Regions from separate parts of the Pan troglodytes genome. Here region 2 is linked to region 1. The links are chromatin contacts, called in public HiChIP or PLAC-seq maps. All regions are on one chromosome and are shown on one strand. Each heading gives the region's core, a stretch centred on a gene start, on an enhancer-like site or on the middle of the called end of the contact. The rest is flanking DNA. Distances are from core to core; before and after follow the strand shown. Region 1 holds the start of NEK1 (NIMA related kinase 1). Region 2 holds the start of MFAP3L (microfibril associated protein 3 like).

Region 1 (7,370 bases), core at 2,479-4,978:
GAAGCTGAGGCAGGAGAATCACTTGAACCCGGGAAGTGGAGGTTGCAGTGAGCCGAGATCACGCCACTGCACTCCAACCTAGGTGACAAGAGTGAAACTCTGTCTCAAAAAGAAAAGAAAAAGAACTTTGATCTTATTGTTTATGTTTCAGACACATTGGAAAGAGAGAGAATAGAAGGGATTAAAACATTCTATTATGAAAATAGTAGCATGGTTCTAGTCTAGAATTTCCTCCTGATTCCACTAGCATCATAGAAGTGAAAATGACCTTTTCTTGTCTTTTGTCTTTTCCCCAAAGATAACAAGAAGTTATCCGAAATAGCTTTGCACTTCTAATTACAATTCGAGACCTTTGACATGGCAAACAGTCTTCCAGTTTAGTGTGATTGTTTCCCACAAAACTGCCTCAGTAGGACTTGATACACTCAAAGCTCTTTCAGCCAATCATATCCTGAAAACAGTCTCATGAAGTGACTCATTTCTCAGGCTGCACACAACTAAGGGCACAGTGTTTTGTTTAATTCATCCTAGATACAGATTATGATCATTCTTTTCAGATGGTGGACTCATCTGTGAGCCCTGGCAGGTGACCCCATTCAGAAAGCCAGAAACTCAAAAGCTGACTAGATGTTGTATCTTTGCATATGGAGCTGGGCCTACCAGATTAAGATCCAGAAATTCAGTAGGCTGCTACAGTTTAACTCGTAGCTACGCAGAGTTAACAGTGAGTTCAAACCACATAAGGCTAGAGTAGACTTTCAGGAACGTGGCTTAAATAACTAAAAATTTCTCGCCTAGAATGTAGCAAGATGGAGTACTAAATGCCAAGACATTGACTTTTTTTTCTCCCTTGGATTTGAATATTACATGTCTGTAAAAGATCTGGATTTTAGAGAATGCTTTTCTTCATATTTAGTATTTTAGGCCCTTCTCTAATCACAAAAGATTGTAGGTAAGTATGCATGTTCTCACTCACAGGTGGGAACTGAACAACGAGAACACAAGGACACAGGAAGGGGAACATCACACACCGGGGCCTGTTCTGGGGTGGGAGGAGGGGGGAGGGATAGCATTAACATGTTAAATGACAAGTTAATGGGTGCAGCACACCAACATGGCACATGTATACATGTGTAACCTGCATGTTGTACACAAGTACCCTAAAACTTAAAGTATAATTAAAAAAAAAGATTTTAGGTGAGTATAATCAGAACTTATGCCTTCATAAATACATGGTCTTTTAATAAAATCATTTACATAATAATTTCACAAAGGGAAAATAGTGTAGTTCTATACCAACCATTTGCTCTAATTTGTTATTCTCTATTTTGTTTCACCTTGCTGCCTGCTTTCTAGAAAGAAGGAATAACAATATCCATTCCTTGAATATGTTTGTCCCCATCATCTAACATATAGTGCTTAATTGTGAATGCATGGCAGAATATATTTCTGAAAAATCTCTAGTAGAATAGCTTAGGCATACTGCTAGTCCCCTTCCATTTAATATATTATACTACCACTATTAATAAGGAGTTAAGAAATTTTCATAACCAAGACATAGGAGTGTTAAAGTGAAAAAATATGCATACGTTTTGACCCAGCAAACCTACTTTTAGAAATCTATCCCACAGAAGTAATTATACCATTGGAAACAATATGTCTACTGAATGGAGTAGATTTTGGTATAGCCATATCATGAAATATCAATATCATTCACAAGAATTAGTTGATATCCGCATAGATGTTCATATACTATTAAATTTAAAAATGTACGTTGCAAAATAATATGTATACTATAGTCCCGGCTAGGCACAGTGGCCCACGCCTGTAATCCCAGCACTTTGGGAGGCCAAAGCAGGCAGAATTACTTGAGCTCAGGAGTTCAAAACCAGCCTGAGCAACATGGTAGAACCCATCTCTACAAAACACACACGCAAGAAGCCTGGGCAACATGGCAAAAACCCTATCTCTACAAAAAAAATACCGAAATTAGCCAGGTGTGATGGCACGCACCCGTGGTCCCAGCTGCTCAGGAGGCTGAAGTGGGAGAATCACTTGAGCCTGGAAGGCGGAGGTTGCAGGGAGCTAAGATCGCGCCACTGCACTCCAGCTTGGGAAACAGAATGAGACCCTGTCTCCAAAATAAATAAATAAATAAAAGACTAAGACTAATATATAAAATATAAAAATGCATGCTTGTGTTTTTAGGAACTTAGAGAAAAATGTAGATGATATTAATTAACTGTTAACATTGGTTTCGTGGAGGACAGCACAGAAGAGAGCTCTGGGAAGGAGACGATAGGCTTTATCTTTGTGTACTTGTGTTACTGGCTTGTTGCAAGAAGCAAAAACTTTTTTGTTTGAAAGAAAAGTCCAATAAAATATTTAAAGAAAAAGAAGCCCCAAAGCACTCTTGTTTAAAAATAAAAAAAATTCAATTGTACAGGGGTATATAAACCAGAAAGGGAAATCAGGTAATCTTCTTAGGTAACCTGCTTTATTTACTCATCAATATATCAATGGTATCTTTGTATGTCAATAAAGTAGATCTTGATTACTCTTTTAAATGGCTGTAGAGTATTTCATTGTTTGGATATATTATAATTTAATCAATTCTTTATTGTTATACATTTACAGTATTTCTAGTTTTTCTGGTTATAAACAATAACGGTTATCCTTGTATATAAATCATTGCTCACTTGTCCCAGAAGTTAAATTGCTGAGTCAAAGGATATGCATACTGCTAGCATACCTTCTAGAAAGACTGTAGCAGTTTGTAGTCCTACCAATAGTTTATGACATGAGCCTAAAGAATTATCTAAGGAGGTTAGCTGACTAGCCATTCTTCCTGTAAGCAGCAAAAAGAATTTGCTTAGATTAGTAATTGGCAACATTTCACTTCACTTTGATGTACAAAAGGATGTGGGTAGAACTACAATTGTGCATTCAGACACGAAAATTCCTACTAACTGGGGGTAGGAGGGCCCACAGGAGTGTAGACTAGAAGTAGAAAGAATGAGGAAAATAAGTCTTTTGTAGCTGTATGGCGATTGAAGAGGAGATAAAACAAACTCTCCAGCTTTTCAGGTTGGGTGACTTGCAGCGCCATCGTCTGGCAAAGCCGCCAAAATCTTTCAATGTCCCTAGGAATAAAGTTGCCCTGAGTAGGGCCACTCAGGATGACACCAGATGATATCCCTTATTATAGTTTTAGGGGAATCTCTTCCTACCTTCGCCAGTCCTGCAGTGAAAAAATGTACTTAGACTGCTGTACATTTCCAAACCCTTCAACATACAGACAAGTAATTTATACATACATTAGATGTAAAGGTGTAGAAAACCCCATACAGCTTTTAAAAAATATCTCAAGACTTAAACATTCTTCTGTTTCAACCATCCAAGATATAATAGGAAAAGACTTGCTTTTTAAAGCAAAATTGCTCTTTAAAATGTGGCATCCCTAAGTAGTGCGCTTTCATGTAAAATAAAAAAGTCCCTTTCTCGGTGTAGTAGCTGTGGGAAAATTTTATATGCTTTATATTCCAAATTGGTTTCAACTAGTGAGTTCTCTCCCGCATCTCTGCATGACTCTTAACAGCTTTACACTCTCTCCATCCTTTTCATCTCTCCCGTCTCCTCCTTTCTGTCTTCCCGCCTGCGGAGCCCGCCCCTCCCGCCCCTTCCGCCCCTTCCGCCCCTTCGCACAGCACCCTGCCCGCCCCTTCGCACAGCACCCCGCCCGACCCTACGGTTCTAGCCCAGCCTCAGTGCTCCTTCCCAGCCGCCTCCGCTGCGTGCCGCCTTCCACGCGCTGACGTCACACGCCAGCGCCGGTGACGCGCCGGCCGCTCCCCCTTAGTCCGCATTCGCTCCAGGGTTTTGGGACCCTAGGTTGCGGAGTCCTTACCCTACCCTGGCCTCTCGAGCAGTTGTCCCCATAACTCGGAATCTAGAGCCGCTGTTGCGAGGCAGGAGCACGTGGCAGTCAAGTAGCTTCCCAGTCCCGAACGCCGCCCGTCCCCACCCCGCCGTGGCCACTAGCAACGACCTCTGTGAAGTTGGAGAGGCGGTAACGGAGGCACTCCCCCTGCTGCACCCCGCCGTTTCTACGGGGCTCAGAAACCAGTTTGTTTGTTTCGTCGGGGTAGTGTCGACCTGTCTTACGGGCGTCGCCCGAGGCAGGACGGAGTCAAACCCGTGGTATCAACTGAAGACGAGTGTCAGGTGTGGAGAGTCTCAGTGCCCCCTTTCAGTCTGGACTGTGAGCTGCTGCTGGTTAGACAGACTTGGTTTCTCTTTCAGGATGTCATTTTCAAAATGCGGGATGGTACCTCTGCTTTATTAAGCCCCGTAGGAAGACTGCCACACCTAGACTGATGCTTATTAGTCATCACCGTTATTCCTACTAACGTCCTGTGTCACTGAGGTGAGTTCCACTTGGGGGAAGGAATGACATGCAAAATGGTAAAAATCATCCTGGAAATGAGATGTGCGTAGAACTGCTTATATTGAGATTACACAGATACCTTAAGTGTTTGCAGGGAAAATACCTTAATCTCATTTAAATGTTAATTCTCTAAGACACTCTGTATTACAAAGCGATTCTTGGACATTACGGTATTTTTAAAAACTAGAGCGGTAATGGGATTAAAATAATAGGAATCTTAGTATGGATAAGCAAGCATTTGCATTGCTTATGTTGTGTCCAATCTTAAATTACTGATAAATTTTAATTAGGAAGCGAATATGAGTAGTAGTTAGCTGGTTACCCTGTAATCTTAGATTTCCGTTTCCATGATTTGACACAGTTTCCATATGTAAGGCATTAATTGTTGTACTACTTTAAGAGTTTATCATAACTTTTTTTGCAGGCCTATTTTTTGTTCTTTAAGATCTGCTTTAGGAAGCAGAAATTTTTTTATTGCCTTGGTATGTTTCATTAGAAATGTTTATGAAGGATTAAAAGTGGCATCCAATCTAAGTTAATGACCTTTTTTTATGATGCAGCAGTATTGTAGAGCTGATGGAGGGGAGCCAAATTTGGAGAGAAGTAACTCCTTGTTTCTAGTTTACATTTGTCTGGTATTAGAGGTTCTACAGATCTGTTTCACTTAAAATATCCATTGTTCTAGGTGAAATGTAAGGAGCCTATTTTGTGGGAAAACAGGTTTTTTTCACGTTAAAAGTCACTGTCAGGAATTTAATAAAGGTCGTCGGACTTGACCACAGAAGTTCTTTTGAGGTCGTGTGAATAGTACATTGACATTGTATTCCAAGTAAATTTTGCCCTGTCTAATCTCCTGCCTTCTAGTCTAAGTCATGAACATGACACCTTTTCACGAATGTAAATTCTTTATTTACCTGTTGGTAGTTTCTACTACAAAATCTGTTGAATATTGTCTGAATAGACTTACAGAGAAGAAAAAATATTTTGAAAAAAGTCTAATAGAAATTCCATTTTTGCTTTCTGCTTTTTCGAATAAAGGAAAATAAAGAACTTTTTTCCTGAGAAGATAAATGGATCCCCTCCCACTATTCAAGATGGTATTTATTGCTTAGGGAGAACTGTATGTATGGATTGTAGCCGCATACAGCGCCAAAAGACTTCTTGAAACCTGTTGCCATGCCTTTACCATGTTTCCCTTCAAGACAGCCTGTCTGTAGAATATCTGAAACACCTGATGAGAGCTTAATGCTTAACCTAAGTATGTGTTCCAGATTGATCGAAGTTGAGCTTTTCCATTCATATACTCTAAAATTGTTTATATGTGGCTCACAAAATTTTATTATGTCCAAAATTGCTTATTTGTTGCTTTAAAGAAATTCTTAGTGGCTGGGTGCGGTGGCTCTTGCCTGTAATCCCAGCAGTTTGGGAGGCCACGGTGGGTGGATCACTTGAGGTCAGGAGGTTGAGACAAGCCTGGCTGACCTGGCGAACCCATATCTACCAAAAATACAAAAAATTAGACGGGCGTGGTGGTGCGTGCCTGTAATCCCAGCTACTTGGAAGGCTAACACAGGATAATTGCTTGAACCCGGGAGGCAGAGGTTGCAGTGAGCCGAGATACTGCCACTGCACTGTAGCCTGGGCGACTGAGTGAGGCTTGTCTCAAAGAAAAAAAAAAAAAAGAAAGAAATTCTGGGTCAGACGCTGTGGCTCACACCTGTATTCTCAGCATTTTGGGAAGCCGAGGCAGATGGATCATTTGAGGTCAGGAGTTCGAGACCAGCCTGGCCAGTATGGTGAAACCCCGTCTCTACTAAAAATACAAAAATTAGCTGGGTATGGTGTCACACTCCTGTAATCCCAGCTACTTGGGAGGCTGAGGCAGGGGAATCACTTGAACCTCGGAGGCCGAGATGGCGCCATTGCATTCCAGCCTAGGCAACAGAGCAAGACTCTGTCTCAGAAAAAAAAAAAAAAAAAGAAATTCTTAGTAAAATGTGAGGAAAGCTGTCTTATTTGACTAGAGGCTGAGGTACTTTTTTCTGGAGCATAGTTCATATACTTGAAAAGAAGCATGATGCCATAAGAAAACTTTGAATGTCAAAAGTGAGGAGTTTGGAGATGGGGAATTGTTGAAGGATTTTAATTGGAGAAATTGATTTAGCCAGTATTCTTACTATTTCTATCAGATATTATTGTTTTAATATTTATTGTTTTGAATAGATAATACATTTGTATGGTTCAAAATTCAGAAAGTACAAAAGATTGAAAAATCTTTTCAACTATTAAATGCCTTCTTTGTAGGCAGTATTACTAGTTTATTGTGTATCTCTCCATAGATATTATTTAATACAAGCCAGGGGTGCATGTGTGTATATATATACATATGTATATATATACACATATATGAGTAAGCATATATACTTATGTATTTCCTTTTACTAAACAAATGATAGCATGCCATATTTATTATTCTGATCCCTAAAAATCTAACAGTGTATTAAGAAATTATATCAGTTTAAAAGTTGCTGTGTTGACTGTATGTGGATGATTACATATTGCTCTATTAGAAACAGTGCTGCAGAGGATAACTTTGTAGATACTTTGTTTTCCTACATTTGGAAATATTTGTAGGGTAAATTCCTAGAAATTGAATCACTGCATCAAAGTTTCTGTCCCCTTATAATTTTGGTAGATGTTGCCAAATTATTTTCCTTAGTGCTTGTACCAATTTATAGTCCCACCATATTGTTTCCTGCTATTCCCCCACAGTACAGTACAATAATCAACTGTGAATTTTGCCATTCTAATTGATGAAACATGCCGTCTCTTGTGCTTTTTTAAAAAAATTGTGGTTAAATATACATAACATAAAACTTACCCCTTGTATTTTAAAATTGTATTTCTTCTTCTTTTTTTTTTT
Region 2 (7,074 bases), core at 4,484-6,983, 410 kb before region 1:
GCATCTCATTCTCCCCATTCTTGTCTCTGTAAGTCCCCCAGACACCACTACAAAGGCCTTTGTACACCTCTACCATCCACCTCAGCCTCATCCCTCCTGGCCTTGGCCATATCTTGGGGCTTCTCCTCAGCCTCTGCCCTCAAAGGAGCCACTGTGCCCACACCAGGATTTTTGGTGTCATGACTATCCAAAAGATAAAAAGACAAGGCTGGATGTTGTAGCCCACGCCTCTAATCCCAGGAGTACTTTGGGAGGCCAAGGTGGGAGGATCACTTGAGGCAGGAGATGGAGACCAGCCTGGGGAACATAGCAAGACACCCATCTCTACAAAAAATTGAAAAATTAGCCGGGCATGACAGTGTGCACCTGTAGTTCCAGCTACTCAGGTTGTTCAGGTGGGAGGATTGCCTGAGTCCAGGAGTTTGAGGCTGCAGTGAGCCATGATTGCACCACTGCACTCCAGCATGGGCAACAGAGCGAGACCCTGTCTCAAAAAAATAAATAAATAAATAAAAAGATAAAATACAGAATTCTGTTTCTTCTCTCTTAATTCTAGTAAACAACTACTCAAAAAAGGAGAGCCATGAAAGTCACCAGCCTAGAAAATTACAGTCGACTTCATGAGCTTCATTTGGATTTCTCATCATGCAATAGCAAAGTCACAGTTATTCCTACTGAGATCACAATGATGCTGCCAGAGCCTCCCCTGAGCTTGAGAGCCCCCCTCTTCTAAGCAGCATTTGGAGGTGAGTGGCGCAGCCTCCCTGTCAAGCCTGGGGACAAAGGATTCACCTGGTGGGCCACATTCTTGGAGAATATGTTGGCTTCTTTGCGTGTTTGTTTTCCCATATGTTGACTGCTGATGTTTGTTTCCTTGCTTATTCGTTTCCCTGGGTCACCCAACTCCAGCATCCTCCATTGTATAGTGGGAAAGTGGATGTCTGGCTTTCCTTCCTTCCTGAGGAAATTATGAACAAGAAGAACAAACTCCAAGCTAAATACAAGTCACGACTTTTCCAGAATCCAAAAGCAAAGTAACTGTGAAGTCAAATTCTTTACAAAGGGGTCCCCTCTAGAGCTCAGCCATCCCCATACTTGGAGTCTCCAGGGCTCTGTTTCATACTTCTCTCACCAAGACATTCCTTTTCTAACCTTCCTCTGCAAATATCCACCCACCTTTCAAGAAATGCCACCCCTACACACAGGAGGCAAAGTTCCAGATGCATCCTTTCTCCTGCCAATAATCCATGGCCCTACATCTGAGTTACTGACTAAAATGAAACCCTGGTGGGGTGGGAGGCTCAGCTGTGATGGTCATTAGTGTCCCAAGCTGGCAAGCTGCAAACTCTCCAGGAGGGAAGGGCTTTGGTGTGGTCTCAGAGGGAGGTCTAGGAAGGATGCGACCCTTCACGCTGGGTCTTCTGCCGCTGTGAGTTGCAGGCATGCCATTTGATCTCCTGATTCTTCCAGCTGGATAACCACTTAACCCACACACATGCACACCCCTCCAAGGGACCGATATCAATGCTGAGTCCAAACCCAGAATGAGGAAGGGGAATATTTTCCTAATACTGTATTGACTCAGCCTTTTCAAGAGGCCTTGCTCTCCTCAACCAGCAAATCACAAGACTAGAGAGAAGTACTGGGTTTCTTTCATTCTTCCCCTAACCCTCCTTCTAATTGTGCTGTTTCAAACTCCCAGGAATAAGGGATAGCCTAATGTAGGTAGCATCGTACACCTCTTATTGTCCTCTTCCAGGAAGAGGGTGAGGTCAAAACCTCCAATGCTCCACTCACTCTCTGTTGGAGGGGTTAGAATATAGAAAGGAGAAACTGGAGAGTACCATTGGGCCTGCATCGATTACCAAGCAAAATCTCTATGTTGTTCAACAAGTGCAAAAACAAGCAGCTACTTTACTGGGTTACTCTCCTATGTTCTCCAGACCCTCTAATATAAGCCAAGGCTATGTAATAAGCACAGATATTAACAACACTTTTATTAATGGGCAGATACCTCTCCCACCCACATAGATCTCTCTGCCAAAGAAAACCCAATACAGGGGCTACTTGAAGTTTTTGACCAAGAGTTATTATTTTTCCTTTTATCCATGTGACTTAGAACTGTTTCTCACATAGAGTGTGCAGAGTCACCAGGAGGACTTGTTAAAAATCACTGCCTCTTGGACTACTCTATCCAGAGGTCTGGAATGGGAACTTCATCCACCAGGTGATCCTGAAGCTGGTGATCAGTTCGCCCATAGTTAGTACCAGGTGCCCCCAGCAGACATTATGAGCTGATAGAACTGTAAAAAAATTATGCTAATTCCCAAAAGGCTAGTCTGCCCTCCTGGGGTGCCATGCTTTCAACAGAAAAAAATAAACTAAATCTATTCTAAGGAGTAACCACATAATTAGAAGGTTATTACCACGTTGTGGAAAGAAATAAATACAGTGATAAAGAACAATGGAATTTGTGGGTTAATTAGTAATACAGTGCTGGGCTTCATGCAGTTACAGACCAATAAAACAAGGACATCAGACTGGCTCACAAAATACTTCCTGATTTCTGAAGCTGAAGAAAATTCATTGGGCTTAAGGAGGTCAAATCTGAGAGCTCAATTATCTTAGTCTCCTAACTTATTGTTAGGAGCATAACCATTCAGCAGGTTGCATATGATGTGACTGTTCTGGCATTTTTTCTTTGCAATCTGTTTATAATTCTCAGCAACATTTTTTTTAAATTAATAAACTTTAAACATTATATCAGTCCATATGTTAAGTATTTATTTATTAAGTAAAATTCTATTGAAGACTAAGAACGAATACACAAAGATGGCTGAGACACAGCCCTTGCAATCAGGTTGCCTACAGTGTAGCGGAGGAGATGAAAGAAAAATCAATCAAGGTTAGGTGTCAAATGAAAACAGGTGAAGTACTCAAGAGGCATTCACCTTGGGAAGATCAGAGGACACCCTGCCTGAACTGGATCTCCAAGGCTTAACAGTTTGTCAGGTGAAGAAAGGAGAAAGAGAGACAAAAGAACTAACAGATATATGGAGGTGTGAATTCACATGGCAGGTAATTTGGACTGGTGAGGATATGGGATATTAGGGGACACAGGCTGGAGACTAATCTGGAAAGGAAGGCAGCAGCCAGTTCATGCTTAAAGTTTGGACCTTATCCTGAAGGCATTATGAATTCACTTAAGGATCTTTAGCAGACATATTGTAATACAATGGCTTAAAAAGAAAAGTCTGAGGAGCTATGGAGGATGGATTGGAGGGGACACAGAGAGAGGATCCATCTAGGAGTCTGTTGCTCTGTGGTTGATCAGGAAGATGACGGGGACTGGAGTAAGACAGGCAATGAGGCAAGGAAGGGAGGTGTTCAGAAATGAATAAGGACAGGATAGATAACGCCAGGAGACCAGCTGGATGACAGGGGAAAGGCAGATGAATGAATCTAGGGTAACGCCCAGATTCATCATGTAAGTGACTGAGAAGTTAGGGGTACCCACTAACCGAGCTAGTAAATACAAGCAGAAGAGCAATTGCAGGTCATGAGTTCTGTTTGGGTCACACTGCGTTCAAGTTTCCTGAGGATCATACCAGTTAAGATATTTGGTAGATCACATATAAAAATCTGAACTAGGGGAGATGTGGAGAGGAAGACGTGGTTCAGGATAAAAATGATATCCAAATTATTAACAAACAGGTCTGTAATCCCAGCACTTTGGAGCTCAAAGTGTGTGGATCATTTGAGGTAAGGAGTTCCAGACCAGCCTGGCCAACATGGTGAAACTCTGTCTCTACTAAAAATACAAAACAATTAGCCAGGCATAGTGGTGTGTGCCTGTAGTCCCAGCTACTTGGGAGGCTGAGGCAAGAGAAGCGCTTGAATCTGGGAGGCAGACGTTGTAGTGAGCAGAGATTGCGCCACTGCACTTTAGCCTGAGCAACAGAGTCAGACTCCATCTCAAAAATAATAATAATATATATATACACACACACACACACACAAATAGTATGGATAAAGGGAAGACGCTGACCTATCAGAACAACTGCCTGATCAACCAGAAAGGATTCCAGAAATGAACACCTAGCATGGCCATGTGAGAACATACCAGCTAACACCCCTTTGACAGCGGCAATCATCAGAGAGGATGACAGCTCTCGGGAAGAAAAGACCACAGAACACCTACAATGGGGCGGTGCAAAGGATGAGAATCTGGAGGAGGAGGATGAGAAGAAACAGTCAGAGAGAGAGGTAGGAGAACCAAGAAAGATTAATGTCATGACAGACTCAGGAACAGAAAGCTTCAGATGGATGGAAGTGGCAGTACAGACTGCTGAAAAGACATCTTGTCCACCTTTGTAAGGCTAGACTATTTGTGGTGTGGATGTCAAGGGGTACCTGGGCAAGTTCAAGGGCACTGCTCAGGGCATACCAGCAACAATGGATTCTCAAAGCACAGGAGGAGGATGAAGGGGACACTCCAGCACAAGCTAGGATTCCATGGTGGAAGCAGCTAAGTAAATGTATTCTTCCAGGAGTGACCTTCCATAGAGATAGTGTCCCTGACCACGCTGAAGCTGAACTGGAGCTGGGCAAGGCAGAGAGGTTCAAATGAAGGGTGACTCCCACTATCACACCAAGCCCCACTGGGCAGCTGACCTGCCTGCCCATCCTCCTCCTCCTTAGACAGAAAACAGCGAATTCCATTCGCCTTTCTGCTCTCAATGAAAGGCTCTCTTTGGGTTCTTTACTAATCTACAATCTGTAAAAGTACTTTCCCTGTGACTTTTCTCCATTTCAGTACTGTCTTCTCTAAATGAGAATTAAAAGCAAGTTCCCCACACCGACCTCAAGTGGTTTCTAAGATAGCAAGAGTGCATTTTGCAGGTTGTCTGAGAATTTAAAAGAGATGGGGGAGGGGAGGAAATAGAGTCAGAGTGAATGCAGAAATGCTGGAGAAGAAAACGGGATATAATACTGCGGAATATTTTAATAGTGGGGACACAAATGTAATAATTAATAAAGCAGGTGGAAAGTTCGCGCTGTGGTGCAATTGTAAAGAATGCTTATTAAATACTTAAAAACAAAGAAAATTTACGTTTCTCAAAAGGACAGCTGAAAAATTCCTTGAGCTAAAATGTGTTGCTATTCAAGATGCCATAAAACTAATGTTAAAATATGATATCTCATTTCAATCTTTTTGGGGGAAAAAATCAGGCTTTGACTCACTCATACGACAGATCCCACGCACCCACCCACCAACATGGCCCTTGGCATGGGCGACCTGCCCACGTGTCGATGCAATCGTGCCTCTCTAGAGCCCTGCTTCCATCCGTTTCCCGAGCTTCGATGTCGTGACGAGAGACCGCGGCTACATCAACCTTGGGCAACCAGATGCAGCCGCGTGCGGCAGCCTGGCACTGCCCGGAGCATGCTCAGTCTGGTCCTGACCCACTTCTGCAGGTCCGACCTCGGGGCGTGGGGTCAGAGGCACTACTTTGCCAGTTTGCCAGGAACAGAGAGGAGCAGAGAGACTGAGAGTTGCTAAAGCTCCTCTCTTGGCACAGCAATCCCTGACCCGGCGGCGGAACATGCCCAGTCTGGCTGCCGGAGCCGCCGGGAGCGTCAATGTGGAAAGTCCACCTTTCCGGGTTTTCGCAGCAACCCACCGGGAAGAGGGCGGTACGGGAGTAAAAAGGCCGGAGGGGGGTGTGGCCAAGAGGGCGGACACTAAAAAGCCGGGGGAAGGAGCCTGGTCCCGCCCCAGAAATTGAGAGTCTCTGTTCTCTTTTAAAATTAAAAAAAAAAAAAAGGGAGATAAGGAGGAGAAGAAGCCACTAACATTGCAGGATCGTGTAGCGAAACTTCTGTAGGTACTTAATAATTTTAGAATACTCTACTTTTTAATTAAAAAATCACCTTATGGTTCATTAGAAAAAACGTGGAAATTACAAGTAATATTTTTAAAGAAAATGAAAAAAAAATTCCTGGAACCCCACCACTCAGAAAGTCACCAGGGAACGGCCCGCTGGGTTTTCTTCCAGACTCTTCCATCTGTGGACTTTGCTTTAAGAGACGTTTAAGACTTACAGCGCAGTCGCCCGGGAAGGCCTGAGAAGCTTTCGGAAGCAAGGTGGTTTGCTCGTGATTGCATTTGATTGCAAGGAGACAGGGTAGGCTTGGGGGTGGGTTGACTGGTTCCCATTTAGCGCCCCAGGATGGGACCCTAAGAAGCCTTTTCCTGGGTGTCTTTGAACACGCGTGCGATGCGACGCCCACAGAAGTTGCGGTGGAAGCCCCGGGCGGGAGAGAGAGCGGAGTGAGAGTCCCGCGCTGCCGCGGAGGCCCTGGGCCTGCGGGTGTGGGGCTCTGGGGGCCGCCGAGGCCCGGCCCAGAGGCTGAGCGGACTGAACGCGGGACTCCCCGGCAACTACAGCCTCCGGTGGCTCCTCCGCGGGGCGGCTCCTCCGCGGGGCTGCTCCGCAGCTCCGACTGGCTCGCACCGCACCGCCCGCCCCGCTGCCCCCGCCCGCGGCTGCCGCGAAAACCCGGCGGCTATACCCGCGCCTCCGCGCCGCCCGGCGAGCCGCACTGGGCATGCTCGGCCCCGGCCGGCCCAGGCGCCTGTAGGTGGGAAGCTCCGCGCTCCCCGGCAGCCGGCGGCGCAGCTCGCAACGCTGTGAGGCGCCGGCGGAGGCGGTTCGCCCGCAGTAGGCGCTACCAGGCGTCCGGCGCAGAGTGCGGCGCAGCGGCCGCTGTCGGGCTGGCCATGGCGAGGGGTGCACGGCGGCCACCTGAGTGGCGCGGCGGTGTCAGGTTAGCGGGGGCGCCCGGCGGGCCGGGGCGGAGGGGCACGGGTGGGAGCCAGCCCCGCACCGGGTCGGCGGCCGAGTCGGCGCCGGGGCCGCGGAACTTTCGGGTGTTTGGGCTGGCTGAGACTGCGGCGGAGGCTGCGCCGCGAGACGCCGCAGGGTCCGGGCAGCGGGCTCCAGGGGGTCGCAGGATGCTTCGAGATCCGTGCGGGGCGGGGGCTGGCCGTTTGGGGACTGCCGCATCCCG

The links. HiChIP or PLAC-seq counts read pairs in DNA pulled down with a chosen protein or histone mark.
Region 2: an H3K4me3 HiChIP or PLAC-seq map of stem cell-derived excitatory neurons shows a contact between it and region 1, with 3 times the contacts expected there. The contact joins the promoter of MFAP3L here to the promoter of NEK1 in region 1. A contact is called at or near these places in 1 of 7 Hi-C or Micro-C datasets (stem cell-derived neural progenitor cells) and 1 of 1 datasets of contacts at active chromatin or transcription factors (stem cell-derived excitatory neurons).

Annotation. Positions count from the first base shown.
Region 1 is chr3:171,282,345-171,289,714 of NHGRI_mPanTro3-v2.0_pri, reverse strand. It overlaps NEK1 (NIMA related kinase 1), which reads left to right and starts at 3,728. Exons shown (of 36, transcript XM_526727.7): 1 at 3,728-4,224; 2 at 4,303-4,426.
Region 2 is chr3:171,698,270-171,705,343 of NHGRI_mPanTro3-v2.0_pri, reverse strand. MFAP3L (microfibril associated protein 3 like) reads left to right here and starts at 5,733. Exons shown (of 4, transcript XM_063809990.1): 1 at 5,733-6,148.